Regions from separate parts of the Sus scrofa genome. Here all the other regions are linked to region 4. Evidence: chromatin contacts called from public HiChIP or PLAC-seq data. All regions are on one chromosome and are shown on one strand. Each heading gives the region's core, a stretch centred on a gene start, on an enhancer-like site or on the middle of the called end of the contact. The rest is flanking DNA. Distances are from core to core; before and after follow the strand shown.

Evidence for each region. HiChIP or PLAC-seq counts read pairs in DNA pulled down with a chosen protein or histone mark.
Region 1: a contact with region 4 is called in an H3K27ac HiChIP or PLAC-seq map of alveolar macrophages. The contact joins two enhancer-like sites. A contact is called at or near these places in 2 of 2 datasets of contacts at active chromatin or transcription factors (alveolar macrophages and skeletal muscle).
Region 2: an H3K27ac HiChIP or PLAC-seq map of skeletal muscle shows a contact between it and region 4. The contact joins two enhancer-like sites. A contact is called at or near these places in 1 of 5 promoter capture datasets (liver), 9 of 47 Hi-C or Micro-C datasets (alveolar macrophages, embryonic fibroblasts, epiblast stem cells and 4 more) and 2 of 2 datasets of contacts at active chromatin or transcription factors (alveolar macrophages and skeletal muscle).
Region 3: a contact with region 4 is called in an H3K27ac HiChIP or PLAC-seq map of alveolar macrophages. The contact joins two enhancer-like sites. A contact is called at or near these places in 2 of 2 datasets of contacts at active chromatin or transcription factors (alveolar macrophages and skeletal muscle).

What each region holds. Positions count from the first base shown.
Region 1 is chr9:48,390,944-48,394,390 of Sscrofa11.1, forward strand. The region is part of intron 1 of LOC106504896 (a long non-coding RNA gene); the gene reads right to left. Among named protein-coding and RNA genes, the nearest start is that of SC5D, 36 kb to the left of the region's middle. Within about 2 kb of position 2,013, at least 15 of the 83 cell types and tissues checked have an H3K27ac peak or open chromatin away from gene starts, as enhancers often do. A contact at or near this core is called in alveolar macrophages, where this site is marked.
Region 2 is chr9:48,374,514-48,378,180 of Sscrofa11.1, forward strand. All of the region lies in intron 2 of LOC106504896 (a long non-coding RNA gene), which reads right to left. Among named protein-coding and RNA genes, the nearest start is that of SC5D, 19 kb to the left of the region's middle. Within about 2 kb of position 1,523, at least 19 of the 83 cell types and tissues checked have an H3K27ac peak or open chromatin away from gene starts, as enhancers often do. A contact at or near this core is called in alveolar macrophages and skeletal muscle, where this site is marked.
Region 3 is chr9:48,410,291-48,414,143 of Sscrofa11.1, forward strand. No RefSeq gene overlaps it. Among named protein-coding and RNA genes, the nearest start is that of SORL1, 23 kb to the right of the region's middle. Within about 2 kb of position 2,466, at least 1 of the 83 cell types and tissues checked has an H3K27ac peak or open chromatin away from gene starts, as enhancers often do. A contact at or near this core is called in alveolar macrophages, where this site is marked.
Region 4 is chr9:48,553,567-48,557,222 of Sscrofa11.1, forward strand. The region is part of intron 13 of SORL1 (sortilin-related receptor); the gene reads left to right. Among named protein-coding and RNA genes, the nearest start is that of SORL1, 120 kb to the left of the region's middle. Within about 2 kb of position 1,430, at least 26 of the 83 cell types and tissues checked have an H3K27ac peak or open chromatin away from gene starts, as enhancers often do. A contact at or near this core is called in alveolar macrophages and skeletal muscle, where this site is marked.

The DNA.
Region 1 (3,447 bases), core at 763-3,262, 160 kb before region 4:
GATTCTATATTTCTACAGACCTCTGTGTTTCTATAGGATTCTGCAGATGATTTTGTATTTCTGAATACGAGTCAGGGTTCTCCAGAGAAATAGAACAGATAGGATCTGGAATTTCCATTGTGAATCAGCAATAATGAACTAGACAAGTATCCATGAGGACGAGGATTTGATCCCTGGCCTAGCTCAGTGGATTAAGGATCTGACATTGCCGTGAGCTATGGTGTGAGTTGCAGACATGGCTTGGCTCTGATCCCTCGTTGCTGTGGCTGTAGCATAGGCTGGCAATTATGAAGGCTGAGAAGTCTCACGTTCTGCCATCTGCAAGCTGGGGACCCAGGAAACTGACGGTGTGATTCTAGCTGAACCTGAAGGTCCGGGAACCAGGAACACCCGTGGCGTCCGTCCCAGTCCAAGGGCAGAAGACAGATATTCAGGTAAGCAGTCAAGAAAAGAGAGAAGATTCTGCCTTCCTCCACTTTTTGCCCTGTTCAGCTCTCAGGGATTGGAGGATGCCCATCCACACTGATTGGGGCAATCAGATCCAAATGCTTATCTCCCCAGAAATGCCTTCACAGACACATCCAGAAATAACATTTAACCAGATAGCTGGGCATCTCATGGCCCAGTCAAATTGACACAAAAAATTTACCATCATACTAGATAAACCTTTATATCTTTAAAAGATAAATGTTGTCACCTGAGAGAATCTAGGCTCTGTGTGGGCAAGGCCTTATCTCTCTCTATTGATTTACAGCAAGTCTTTATCGAATCCATTATTAGGTTGCCCATGCATAGAATAGGGCCGGGCAGAGAAGAGAAGCACAATCCATTATCTAACGAATAAATAAACAAATGAAAAATGGGTCTTCACTAGCTACTTTTGAAACAGATTGATGCGCTTTTGATCATTATCTACACACTGCAGACCAAGGACTCACCTCATTTCTAACTAGTTCTCATCCTCAAGCCCTTGTCCATTCTGTTCGATGCTGCCCTCTTGCCCTCCCTTATGCCAGCAGGCCCCCACCCTCAGAGCCTCCAAACTCAGCTGTTCCCTATGCTTGGAATATTCTTCACCTCGAGTATAGCTATGGATCACTCCAACATCTCTTCTGGACCTGTGCTGAAATGTCACTTTTTAAGGGAACCATTCCCAACTGTCCTATTTTATTTTATTTTATGCCTATATCATGTGAAAGTTCCTGGGCCAGGCATTGAACCCGAGCCGTAGCAGGGACCCAAGCTACAGCTATGACCACCCCAGATCCTTAATTATTGGGTCACTAGGGACCTCCCCAAAATCTTAGATTTGTTTGTTTTTTCTCAACTCTCCTATATATATATATATTTTTTCTTTTTAGGGCCACACCTTAGGTATATGGAGGTTCCCAGGCTAGGGGTTGAATCGGAGCTATAGCTACCAGCCTACACCAGAGCCACAGTAACACGGGATCTGAGCTGTGTCTGCGACCTGCACTACAGCTCAGGGCAATGCCAGATCCTTAATCCACTGAGCTAGGCCAGGGATCAAACCTGCGTCCTCATGGATGTTAGTCAGATTCGTTTCCGCTGAGCCACGATGGGAACGCCCCCTCCCTACCCCGTCCTATTTAAATTGCAATTTCCACTCTTCACACTCCCTAAGCCCCCTACTCTGCCTTTGGTTTTCTTCTATCATGTGTGAGGCCGAAAAACAAGTCTTAATACATTTAAGAATGAAATTATATCAAGCATCTTTTCTAATCACAATGGTATGCAACTAGAAATCAGTGGCAGGAAGAAAACTGGAAAATTCACAGATATGTGGAGATTAAACAACATTCTACTGAAAAACCAATGGGTCAAAGAAGAAATCGAAAGAGAAATTAAGAAGATATTTTGAGAGAAATGAAAGTGAAAATACAACGTATCAAAACATTTAGTAATGCAGCAAAAGCAGTTCTAAGAGGGAAGTTCATAGATACATGCCTATATTAAGAAAGATTTTAGAGTTCTCTTGCAGCATGTGGGTTAAGCATTGTCACTGCAGTAGCCCACGTCATTGCTGTGGCACAGTTCAGTCTTTGACCCAGGAGCTTCTCTACGAGGCCAAAAAGAAAACAACAAACAAATAAAAAAAAAAAACCCAGATAGATCTCAAGTATCTCAAGAACTAGAAAAAGAACTAAATAAACCCAAAGTTAGAAGGAAGGAAATTACAAAGATCAGAGTGGAAATAAATAAATAGGAGTTTCTGTTGTGGCCTAGCAGGTTAAGAACCCAACTAGTACTTATGAAGGTGTGTGTTCAATCCTTGGCCTTGCACAGTGGGTCAAGGATCCAGCATTGTCACAAACTGCAGTGTAGATCGCAGATGCAGCTTGTATCTGGCATTGCCGTAGCTGTGGCATAGGCCAGCAGCTGCAGTTCCCAGCCGAGGAACTTCCATATGATGTGGGTGCAGCCTTAATAAATAAATATATTAAGACTGAAAAGAAAATAGAAAAGACTAATAAAAATTAAGAGCTGGGATTTTTTGGTTTTCGCCACCCCCCCCTTTTTTTTTTTTTGTCTTTTAACCTCTATGGAAGTTCCCAGGCTAGGGGTCGAATCAGAGCTGTAGCCGCCGGCCTATACCACAGCCACAGCAATGCGGGATCTGAGCCGCCTCTGAGACCTACACCACAGCTCATGACATCGCCAGATCCTTAATCCACTGAGCAAGGCCCGGAATCACACCTGCCACCTCATGGTTACTAGCCGGGCTTATTAACCACTGAGCCACGATGGGAACTCCTGGTTTTTGCCTTTTTTCTTTTTCTTTTTTTGGCCACCCCACAGCATATGGAGTTCCCGCTCTTGCAGCTGCAGCAATGCTGGATCCTTTAACCCACTGTGCCAGGCTGGGGATTGAACCAGCATCCTGGTGCTGCAGAGACACTGCCCATCCTATTGCTCCACAGCGAGAACTCCAAGAGCCGCTGTTTTAAAAGATAAACAAAATAGAAAAAGCTACGTCCAGCCAAAAACTGCACATGAATATGTATAGCAGCTTTATTCATAATTGTCATGACTCGAAAGCTATGAAGATGTCCTTTGGGAGTTGAGAAGATACATCCAGACAATGGACAATTACTCGTGGCTAAAAAAACATGAACAGACATGGAGGATACCTAAATGCCTATCATTAAGTGAAAAAAGCCAATCTGAAAAGGCTGAATACTAAAAAGTATGAGAGGCTGCATATAGAAAAGTCCAACTATTTGACATGCCGGGAAAGGCAAAACAATGAGGACAGTAGAAGGATCAGTGGTTGTCAGGGGCTGGGGGATGGAACCAATGCGTAGAGCCCAGAGGATTTTTAGGTCAGTGCAACTGTTCCGCATGATTCCACAAAGGTGGATATAGCTCACTACGTATTTGTCCAAACCCAGAGAACATACACAACCTTGAGCGAACCCTAATGTC
Region 2 (3,667 bases), core at 273-2,772, 180 kb before region 4:
TAAATGTTAACAGAGCCTATTATTCATGTAAATTGTGCTTAATGCCTCTTCTTTCTAGGTTCAGTGATTATTGTCATTATACCTAGGGTAAGCTCTTGATAGAAATCAGTTGCAGGGAGAAGAAAGCCTAGATGTTTAGGCCTTAAAATTGGAGGATAATTACAAAACAGAAATAGACTGACAGACATAGAGAACAGACTTGTGGTTGCTAAGGGGGAGGGAGGGAGGAGTGGGATGGACTGGAAGTTTGGGGCTAATAGATGAAAACTATTACAGTTAGAATGAATAAGCAATGAGGTCCTACTCTGTAGCACAGGGAACTACATCCAGTCTCTTGGGATAGATCATGATGGATGATAATACAAGAAAGGGTGTGTGTGTGTGTGTGTGTGTGTGTATTTATATATGACAGGGTCCCTTTGCTATATAGCAGAAATAGGCACAACATTCTAAAAAATTGGAGGATGGAGTTCCCCCTTTGGTGCAGCAGGAGCAGCAGAGTCTCTGGAGCTCTGGGACTCAGGTTCAGTCCCCAGCCCGGCACAGTGGGTAAAGGATCTGGCATTGCCGAAGCTTGGATCTGATTCCTGGCCCAGGAACTCCATATGCCACAGGGTAGGAATAGCCTAAAATAAGTTATTAATTAATTAAAAAATTTAAAAGTTGGAGAGTAAAAGACATGAGGTGAACTAGAGATAGGGGATACAGGGGAAAATCATAAGTAAAGCTATGATTTTCCATCGTGGCACAGTGGAAACGAATCCAACTAGGAGCCATGAGGTTCCAGGTTCGATCCCTGGCCTCATTCAGTGGGTTAACGATCTGGCGTTGCCATGAGATGTGGTATAGTTCACAGATGCGGATCGTATCTGGCGCTGCTGTGGCTCTGGCATAGGCCAGCAGCAAAAGCTCCGATTGGACCCCTGGCCTGGCAACCTCCATATGCCGCCAGTGTGGCCCTAAAAAAAAAAACAAGATAAAAAAAAAAGTAAAACTAAAATCACTGACTGAAAATTTTCTTTATAAGTGCTGTAAGATAACTAAATTATTTGTTGCTAAATAATTTTAAAAGTGCATTGCCATAAACTATAAAACCAGTCTATAAGATTTTCATATAAAGTAGGGGAAACTTGATTTCCCTAAGAAGTAACTTTGTTAAGAAAGATAAGAAGAGGAGTTCCCATTGTGGCTCAGCAGCAATGAATATGAAAATTTGAACATTAGGACAAGTATCAAAAGACTGAAATCATACAAAGTGTATTCTCTGAGCACACGGAAAATCAATAACAGAAAGAGATAGGGTATTAAAAAAATACATTGGTTCAAGTACTGGTTCCTTCTTTTATAAGGATTAAACCTTTCCAGTATCCTAAACAGCTCCCAATATTGAGTTTGCATAAGACATTGTGCAGAGCCCTTTACATGAATTATCTCGCTTAATTTTCAACAGATTGGCACCAGTCCTGGCATGCCCGCAGCCTAGGCATGCCACCACCTACCAGCAGGCCAGCTGCCTTAGAAACTCCTGAGCCCCCAGCCCACCACATGGCCCGGCCCCACCCCCTGGTGGACTGACACTAACCCTAGGCCCAGTGAGGCTCTGCTAACTTTGTTGGTATCCAGGGTGCTCAAAAGCAGGCTCTCACCAGCCCCAGGCCTCCTTGGGCCCCAGCCCCACCCATCTGCAGCCAACTCCAACCCAGGGACCACCAGGGCCCTGCAGCCAGAGATTGTGGGATCTGGTTCCACCAGCTGGTAGGCCAGCTCTAACCCTGTGTCCTCTGGGGCCCTGATGGCTGGAAACAAACACCTGGGTCTTGGCTTGCGTCACTGTATAACCATGGTCAGCTAACTTACCTGTCCAGGTCTTTCTCACTTAAAGGAAGAGTCCTTTTCTCACGAAATGAACATATCTCTTATATATTAGGCATTGAATACACGAATGAATATTGACAAGTGTGCAAAACACAGGCATGAAAGCTAGAGTTGCTTTGAAAGCCTAGACTAAAGGTAAATATAATTGGAGGAGAATATTCATTGTCATAGACCCTACAATTTTGTTCTTTCCGGTGGGTCTTTTCCTCCCCTATTATTTTGTTTTGTTTCGTTTTTTCCTGGCTGAGGCTGCGTAGTTTCTGAGATCTGACTGTAGGTGGCGCAGTTATACTTTGCGCATGTTTACAGCAGCAAAAGCAGAAGCGCCCACCCTTCATGTCTAGACACAGGACGTGCACGGAATCATAAAATCTTCGGACAAGAGGGCTCTGGAAAGGTCATCTACTCCCTCCTTGTCTTTAGAAAATCTTTCTCCTCAGCCAGGAGATGATGCACGCTCTCTGCTATATTCCTTTTAGCTGCATTTAAAGCTCTACTGTTCATTCCCAGCCATGTAGTTTAGGATCCACAACACCAAAATACGCCAAGAAACAGCCCCCAAATAAAATCCAGTGTGTGCTTGTGCACACTTCCTTTCCCTGTGGGATTATGTACCACTCTTTTTTTTTTTTTTTTTTTTTTTTTCTTTTTAATGGTGGCTCCTGAGGCAGTTCCCTGGCTGGGGGTGGAATTGGAGCTGGAGCTGCCAGCCTATACCACAGCCACGGCAACACTGGATCGAGCTGTATCTGTGACCTTTGCTGCTGTTTGCTGCAATACCAGATTCTTCACCCACTGAGCATGCCACAGATTGAACCGTCATCCTCATGGAGACTGTGTAGGGTTCTTAACCCACTGAGCCACCCTGGGAACTCCCTTTGGACAACTCTTGGTCCTACTGGAGATCAGGGTGGTTCTTGACATTCTGATGATTTAGTAAATGTCATCTCTGGATTCTCATGAATTATTTTGTCTTCGGTTGAGATTTCTCAGTATCTGGGGTTCTGATATAGAAGGGGAAAACATTAGGCAAATTTATTTTCAAAGTGGCAGGTCTGAAAATCATTAAGACGAGATGTGGACAGATGCAACCTCCTCACAGGCCCCCGGAAAACCCCATTCCTGTGACTTGCCTCTCACCCAGAAGCAGGTATATAAAAAGATGTATTTCAATTACATGAAACTAGCATGCTCCTGACAGTTTTCCTACGAAGTGAATGTCTACATAGCTAATCCTGTTTTTCCATCAGTAATCGCAGAGTTTTTCCCCTCCTTTGAAAAAATCTGGGAGTTAATAAAGCCACATTTAAGGGTATATGAAATATTTTTTAAATGTTTAAAGGGCAATATTTTCATGATCAGCTATTAATAATAATACTCCAAGAAGATTACAGAGCACATGTGCAAACCACCCAGCAAGACTAAAGGGGGAAAAATGCCAGGAGTTATTTGAATCAGATGATGGACACATTCTGCATTAAACACTCACCCAGTTGTCTGCAGCTGGAGAATAGCACAGCTGTCTTTGGCGTTGCAGCCTTTTCCTTCCCAATTTTATTAAAGTGCTTAATTGTTTTGCAGGAATGGGTTGGTCTGGAAACAGCCGTTGATTCACAAATGGGAAAACACAGGGGCTATCTTCCTGAAGCAATGTGAAAATTCTCAAATATGTTCAGATGATGTTATTATCATTTAGGTAAATTTGTTCATTCAACTAGTACAGAGCTGTGAGCACCTAATATATACTGGGTATTGGGCTAGAGGATAGAGCAGTGAACAATTAAACATAAGT
Region 3 (3,853 bases), core at 1,216-3,715, 140 kb before region 4:
ATGAAGGACATAATCTCTACTCCTTCAGGTAGAGAAGCAAATAGGGAATTCTAGTCATCAAGCTTCCATTAATCCAATGTCTAATTATGAGCACTCCTTTGTATCAGCCTTTTCTTATACCCACTCACACGTGCCCAAGCCATTCAAAGGGATTTTTACCTCCACTTCTCAATTGCAATTCAGTTCTTATGTTGGAATTGTAGGCCTGCCTTGAGCCTTATCCCACTTGATTGAAATCCCACTAAGAGGTCTCTGTTTATTCTCCAGGGGCCAGAGTTGATACTATTGATACCAGGATCCAACTGATGTGGCCCCTTGCTATCTCTTCCTTTCCACCCCCATGCTGCCACCTGCCTGATTTGGCTGTAAGGAGGGGTTCCTGGGTGTCATCAATCTGAAGGTATAGATGGAATCCTAGAAACCATAATGGTACTCATTTTGGGGACCACTGGCAGTCATGAGTATGGGTTCTATAATACGACTGATGGAGTTATCAGCACTTTCCTTTTTTCATTCCTGGATCCCTTCACTCCAATAATTACTGGGGCCAGAGGCCCTCTAAGAAACTGACTAGATGCTGTCCTCAAAATTGCCCCTCTTCCTTTTTTGAGCAGAGTCACATGCTTGGTGATTTCTTCTCTTAGGGTAAATTCTTGGGTCCTCATAAAATTTGTCTTCTGACAAGCTGCCCAATCAATTCAGCATTTCTGAGGTTCATCAGCTTCCTTAACAGACCAACTGCAACAAACCCCTTGGATATTTACATGGCCTCAAGTCAAGCTCAAATTTGCCAAATCCCAATGGAAGCTGCTATGGTTTGGATTGTTCTTCCTACCCCCAAAAGATACACTGAAGTCCTAACCCCTGTATCTCAATGTGACCATATTTGGAAATAGGCTCATTGCAGATGTAATTAATGAGATGAAATCATGTTGGATTAGGGTGGCCCTTAATCCAGTATAACTAGTATCCTTATACAAAGAAGTAAAGTGGATACAAATGTGCACAGATGGAAGACAACATGAAGACACATAGGAAAAATCCCCAGTGATGACAAAGGCAGAGATGGGAGTGGTGCTTCCAGAATCTGGAAGAGGCAAGGAAGGATCCCCCTCTATAGGTATGAGAGGGAATATGGTCCTGCCAAGATTTTGATTTCAGACTTCCAGCTTCCAGAACCATGAGACAGTAAGTTTCTCCTGGTGTAAGCCACCCAATTTGTGGTACTCTGTTGTGGCAGCCAAAGAAGACTAATATAGTTGCCACATTACACTCTTGGCTATCTCTCCAGGGGATTTGAAGAAAGAAGGGAGACTGCAGTTCTGCTCTGCCATAAAACCATGTATCAGACTTGAGTGCTTTAGACCCTACAACTGACTTATTTATCCCCAGAGCCACTGGCCCTCACTCTTGCTCATTCCCTTTTCCGTCTCCAGCTACCAAGACCCTTGTTGGATTCCTGGTTTATCTACCTGATTTGTGACAAAAGCAAAGACTTTGTCTTCCTGCCCCACATTTTAGGGACATAAAGAAAAGCAAGTGGTTTTGTGTACAAGATTTGTTCTCCTAATATCTTTGGGGATGCAGGCTACATGAAGAACAAAAAAAAAAAAAAAAGAGTTAATAAGCTGTCAATCATATTCCAAGATAATACATGCACACTAGCACTAGCAAAAGTACGTTTGCTTTTAAATTGTTTGCTTACCAGTGGTACTGATCCATTACCTTCTCCCTGACCTTGTGAGAACAGATAAAGAGATAAACTATTGCTTCAGGATTGAGTAAAATTAATTTACCTATAGGGAAAAGGACCTATCATCACAGTTTCAGTTAACAGATTATATGATGTACAAGCTCATAAAACTCAGAAAAGTTAGAATTCTTTGCAAGTTTAGAAAAGATCTCAAGCTTGTTTAAGAAAAAAATAGAATTTATTGTAAAAAACAAAAGCAAAACAAAAAACTAGGGTGTGTCCTAGGGCTGGAGGAAGCGGACTGGAAGTAAAGGCCAGAAAGCCACCCATATTTGTTCTCCACTTTGGCTCTGCTCTTCTCTCTATAACTCATTTGATTTTGCACTGTTAGGTGCACCCACCTACTTGGCGGAAAGGCTGGCAAGTTCACATGCTACAGTCCCTGCCTTTAGCCTTCTCTAGGCGCCAATTTCTAATTCTTGAGACGAGACTCTGATTGGCCCAGCTCCAATCAAGAGCCCACCACTGCACCAATCAGGAGTAGGAGGGGTGGGGCAAGGGAAGGAGTGGGCAGCGCCACCAAACTGGAGCATGGCTGCCAGGAGACACCCGCAGTGGCTGTAAATGGCAGTGTCAGTGTCGAGGAAAATGGGCTCGCTGGTCGAACAATGGCGAAGACATCTTTTCCTATGTTGCTCTAAGAAGCTTCTCTAACCAGCCACACGGACGCAATAGTAATGTCCGGAGAGGGCTAGAACTAGACCAGCTAATTAGCTACTTCCTTGTTCTCAGTAGGACTCAGAGATGAGATCAGGGGTCAAGTCCTAGTGACTGACACCATGCTGTAGTTCGAATTGCCCCTCTGCTGGCAGCTCTTTCTCTCAGAATAAGTTCTCTGGCAGGAGACTCCTCAGTCCTATAAGCAAATGAGTTCTGTCAACACCAAATAAGCCATAGTGCACAGACAGTGAAAGATCTCCTAGACCTCTGAGTGCGGGCTCCATATCTGGAGCTGAGAAAGGGTTAAAGAGAGGAAACGGGGAGTTCCTTTGTGGCCTAGAGGTTAAGAACTCAATGTTGTCACTGCGGTGGCTTGGGTAACTGCTGTGGGGAGGGTTTGATTCCTGGCCTGGGAACTTCCAGCTGCCCAGGCACAGCCAAACAAAAACAAAAACAAAAACAAAAAAAAACAAAAAAACGGTGACGGGGAAAATGTTTCTTACTCGGAGGATAATTTTCTTAAGAGGTTGAGTTCATTGCCAAAGCCTCCTCCTTCCTTCCTTCCTTCCAGAGAATACAGAATACAGACACATTATGGTACAGAATAATCTGGGTTCAATCCTGTTCCCACTTTATCATTAAAACTCGGACTAAGACAGAGAAGGACAAATACAATACGGTATCATTTATATGTGGAATCAAAAAAAAAAAAAGGTGGCACTCAGAAGCAGAGAATAGAATGGTGGTTGCCAGAGGCCGGGGGTGAAGGGAAATGGAAAGATACGGATCAAGGGTGCAAACTTTTAGTTACACAGTGAATGAGTTCTGATGACCTAATATGCAGTATGGTAACAGTAGTTAATGTTACTATATCATATACCTGAAATTTGCTAAGTGGGTAGGTCTTACGTGTTCTCACCATCCCCCCTTAAAAAAGGTAATAATATGAGGTGACGGATGGGTTAATTAACTTGGTGGTGGCAGTCATTTAACAGTGTACACGTACATTAATCATCATGTTGTACATTTTAAATGTACACCGTTTTGTCCATGATGCCTCAGTTTAAAAATTAGAATTAAAAAGAAGATGGGAAGGTACTTACCCTTTCTAAACTATCTGCGACATGGTCATAATAGCGCCCTCCTCACAGAGCTATTAAGGAAGAAATGAGATAGATAGTCTGCAACAAGTGGTTATCATGGTGACTGATGAATACTCGCCAGCAGCTCTCAGTTTTATGACATGTGGACACACACCTCTTACTGGCATCTCTGTGGCCCTAGCCCGGCACTCTCTTCTATGATTTTCATTTTCTGTGGTAGAGAAAGCATCCATGACAGAAATCCTCAAAACGTAGGTGCCATTCTGTTTTGTTTGGGGTCTTTTTTTAAAGGTAAAGTTCCAATATTTAGCCAAAAATGAGAGTAATTTTTAACCTT
Region 4 (3,656 bases), core at 180-2,679:
TTAAGGATTTGGCATTATCTCTGCAGCGACTTGGGTGCTTAAGGAGGTTTGGTTTTGATTCCTGGCCTGGCTCAGTGGGTTAAGGATCCTGTGTTGCTGCAGCTGTGGTATAGGTCACAGTTGGGGCTCAGATTTGATCCCTGGCCTGGGGCTTCCATATGCCACAGGTATAGCTGAAAAAGAAAAAAAAATGAAAATAGCAATCTGCCCTTCCTATCTCAGAGGGGAACAAATCATGTTATTTTATTGATTTGAAAAAGCATAGCTCTGTATAAGTATAAATATAAATTAAGAATGACTAAAAATTGACTAGACTCTTTGTTGTCTTTTTTTGCTTTGTATGTGACAGTTACTCATAGAATAATAATAAATGACACATGAATGATAATTTCAGAATGCATGTTACTTGATGGCCAAGTGACTTTTACTGTGATACATTTGGTTTTGGGATTGCTACAGACAGACCTGGAAAGGACATTTGGGGTTAATGGTCTCATTTTACAGATGAGAATACTGAGGCTCGGCAAGGTAAAACTTGCCCAAGATACCCACATTTGTCAGTAATCAGCACACAGGTCTTTAAATTACGTCCTATACTCTTTTCAGTGTATTCCTCTGAAAAGCAAAAATGTCAAGACTTTAAGTCTGATTTCATCAGAACCAGTTCTTTCATTACTCTGTCCAAATTAGAACAAAAGGTAAATCATTTAGCATTGGGTCAGGACTGACCAGCTCTCACTTCTTGCTTTTGAGAGGGCTTTTGTAATCATCTTGTTGAATGCAAGGAAGAAAGCTTGCTTTTCCTTTGCTCCTTTTAGAAACAGGGCCAGCAGCAAAAAGAGGCGGGTGGTTTGAAAAAGGGGATCTTAGCAGCTGGCTTCCTCCGTGGTTAATTGGACATGCGCTCAGTGGCCTGGCCTCTAGGAAGCAGAGTCCCGGTGTTCTGCGGTCCAGCTGGCTGCTCTCGGGTCTGTGTGGCTCTGGTCAGCGGCTGCTTTCGAGCCAGGAGTCAGAAGAAGCCCTGTGCGTTCAGAGCACTCTGCACCCATGTTCGGATTGGTGTTTGGCCAGATGAGGAGAGTCCCAGAGCTCAGTGCTTCCCACATGCACGTCAGCATTTACTTATCCAGTAACTTATTAATTCCCAGCTCACACATTTCGAAAGCACTGATGGTGCCCAGTGAGGTGTATCTAAAGAGAAATCTGATGTTTTCCTCCACCCTCATGGAATCCATCCTCTCGGGGTTAGATCCACAAGTAAACAGGTGATGTTTAGGACACTGCATGAGAATTCCGGTGGGGGACATAGTTTGGCTTCCTGGGGAGACATTTCATCCTGTGTTCAGCAGTCAGCCTGCAGAGACGGTTTTCCCTGTTCTAATGCTTCTCCAGTTTGCATTTGCATTCCAAGCTGGCTTCTCTGAAGTAGGCAGCGTGAGCCTGGTCCTCTTACACCATCTGTCGGTGCATATGTGCTCAGGGAACACAGCGTCATTGCTCGCTAGCTGAAGCAAAACATGAAAATACACCTGCTGCCAGAAAAATTACAGCACCCTCCCCAGACATTGGACAATGCCTTTGGGATTGTAGACCTGAGGGCTGTGGACACACCAGCATTCCTCTGCGTAGGTCGTTAAGAGGTGTATGGTTCAGATAAAGCGCTTGCACACATGAGACTCTGTTCAGGCCTTATGTTAACAGGTGCATATGTCCCATAGGTCAGTCTGAGCTTGGTTGAAATCTAGGTAGCAAAGCCACCTGCCGTTTACTCAGTATGTTGCTCAGAGGCCCCTTTTTTGAAGAACACTTTTTTTTTTTTGCTTTTCCTGCTGCTTTGCTTTTGACCTGTGGGCTGTCAGCTTCATCAGAAGAGAAGCAGGAAATAATACTGTAATTAGTTCAGATCCTTCCAGCCACACAAGAGGAGGCTGCTTCTGACCCAGCTGGATTTCTGTGGCTGGTCTAGGGCTGCAGGCCCTCCCAAGTCCAGTCTCTCCCAGTCCTAGCCATGGCTCCCTCCTTTGAGCCGCATAGCATTTTTCAGCGGCTGTCTTATTGATACAGCATTTATCATGTACTGCCTCCCTTTCTTAGTTACCTTTTCGTATGCCTGAATTCCTCAACTCGTTAGCAGGGCCTTCATAGACAGGGATTTCTATTTTATGCGGGCCAGCAGGCACTTAGTAAACATTGGATTGTTTAGTAAATAGATCTTGCACAGTTAGTCTTCTGAGATTTTTCTTTTCCTGATTTATAAAACTGGAAGGCGTGGGGTAGTATGGCAGCTGCACAGCTCTGGGGGTGGGGGGCGCACTCATTGTGCTCTATTGTAAATGACCATCCCTTGGAGCTCAAATGTGATGGGGGGGAGTCCTCAGAGGTGTGCAGCTTGGGGAGAATGTGCCTGTTGGGAGTTAGGACCCAGGCTGGATGGAACTTGAGCTTGTTTCTGTTAGGCATCATTTCAGGTCAATTACACAAACATATGTTGAATATCCACAATGAGCCAGATGTTGTTCTCGGAACCGAGGACACAGAGGTGAGGGCGACATCCTCTGGGAGCTGTCCAGCCCCACCGTGGCTGTGGGTCCGGGATGTTTCTGAGGCAGCTTTGGAGGGAGGGGCTTTCTGACCCAGAGGGCACCCAACCTGAGGGAGGAAGCAGTGACATCACTAAGCGTTTTAGTGGGGACAGAGGTTGGAACATCGCTTCAAGTCAGATTACATTGTGGGGTTTGTTTTTTGGTTGTTCTTTGACATTATTCACGTCTTTCTCTTCCTGATGAGCACAGGGAACTACGGGTTCACTCTTGCTTGTTTCAGCTTCTGCCTTGATTCTCCGCTGAGGCCGTTTTCTTTGTTGCTGTTAATTGAAATTGAGAGTAAGAAGTGGAACGCTTTGTTTTGCTCCTACGTCTTCGTGTCTGAGATGAGTAAACACGGAGTCACCTACCCCTCCGTTCAGCATGCTGTCCCTGTGCACCTCCTGGTGGGGGGGTGGGGGCTGATGGTGTGTCGTGGGTGGAGTCGATGTTCTTCAGAAAAGGAGCCTTGCAGCTTTTGCCCTCTGACCAAAAACAGACCCAAACCCAAGTTTGTCGGCTTGATCCTTGCACGTTAGGGGTGTAATCCAGTTCCATCTCTTCCTGGAAGTTTGCCTGTCCGCATAATGGTGGTATTGCTAGTTACTAATAATACCTTGGACTTTTCCCAAAGCATCTTTCCTCATAGGAGATTCCCGATATCACAGGGCTTGCCTCTGGGAGTCCTAAAAAGCCACTGCAAAGACTACGCCCAGCAGAGCAGCTGTCTTTTCTGGATCTGAGTTCTGGAAGCAGCTTCCCAGTTCCAGAGTGTGGGATGTGGCAGTTAACCTATTTGCTTGATTGCAGAACCCACCCTCGTGGTAATTTACTTGGATGGTTGCAGAGAGCACCCCACTCCTCTCAACAATTGCATCCTAACCCCTTGTGGTGGTTTCTTCTGCCCCTGGAGTTATTCACAAGCAGGTGTTCTTGTCAACTTTTAACTGCTGAGAATCCGAGAGATGAGGTGAAAAAGAAAGAAAAAAGAAAAGAAAAAATACAGTTCTTTTGATTTCCTTTAACAAATGTTAATTAATGCCCCTCTGTGTGCCAGGGGCCGAAAAGTGAGGA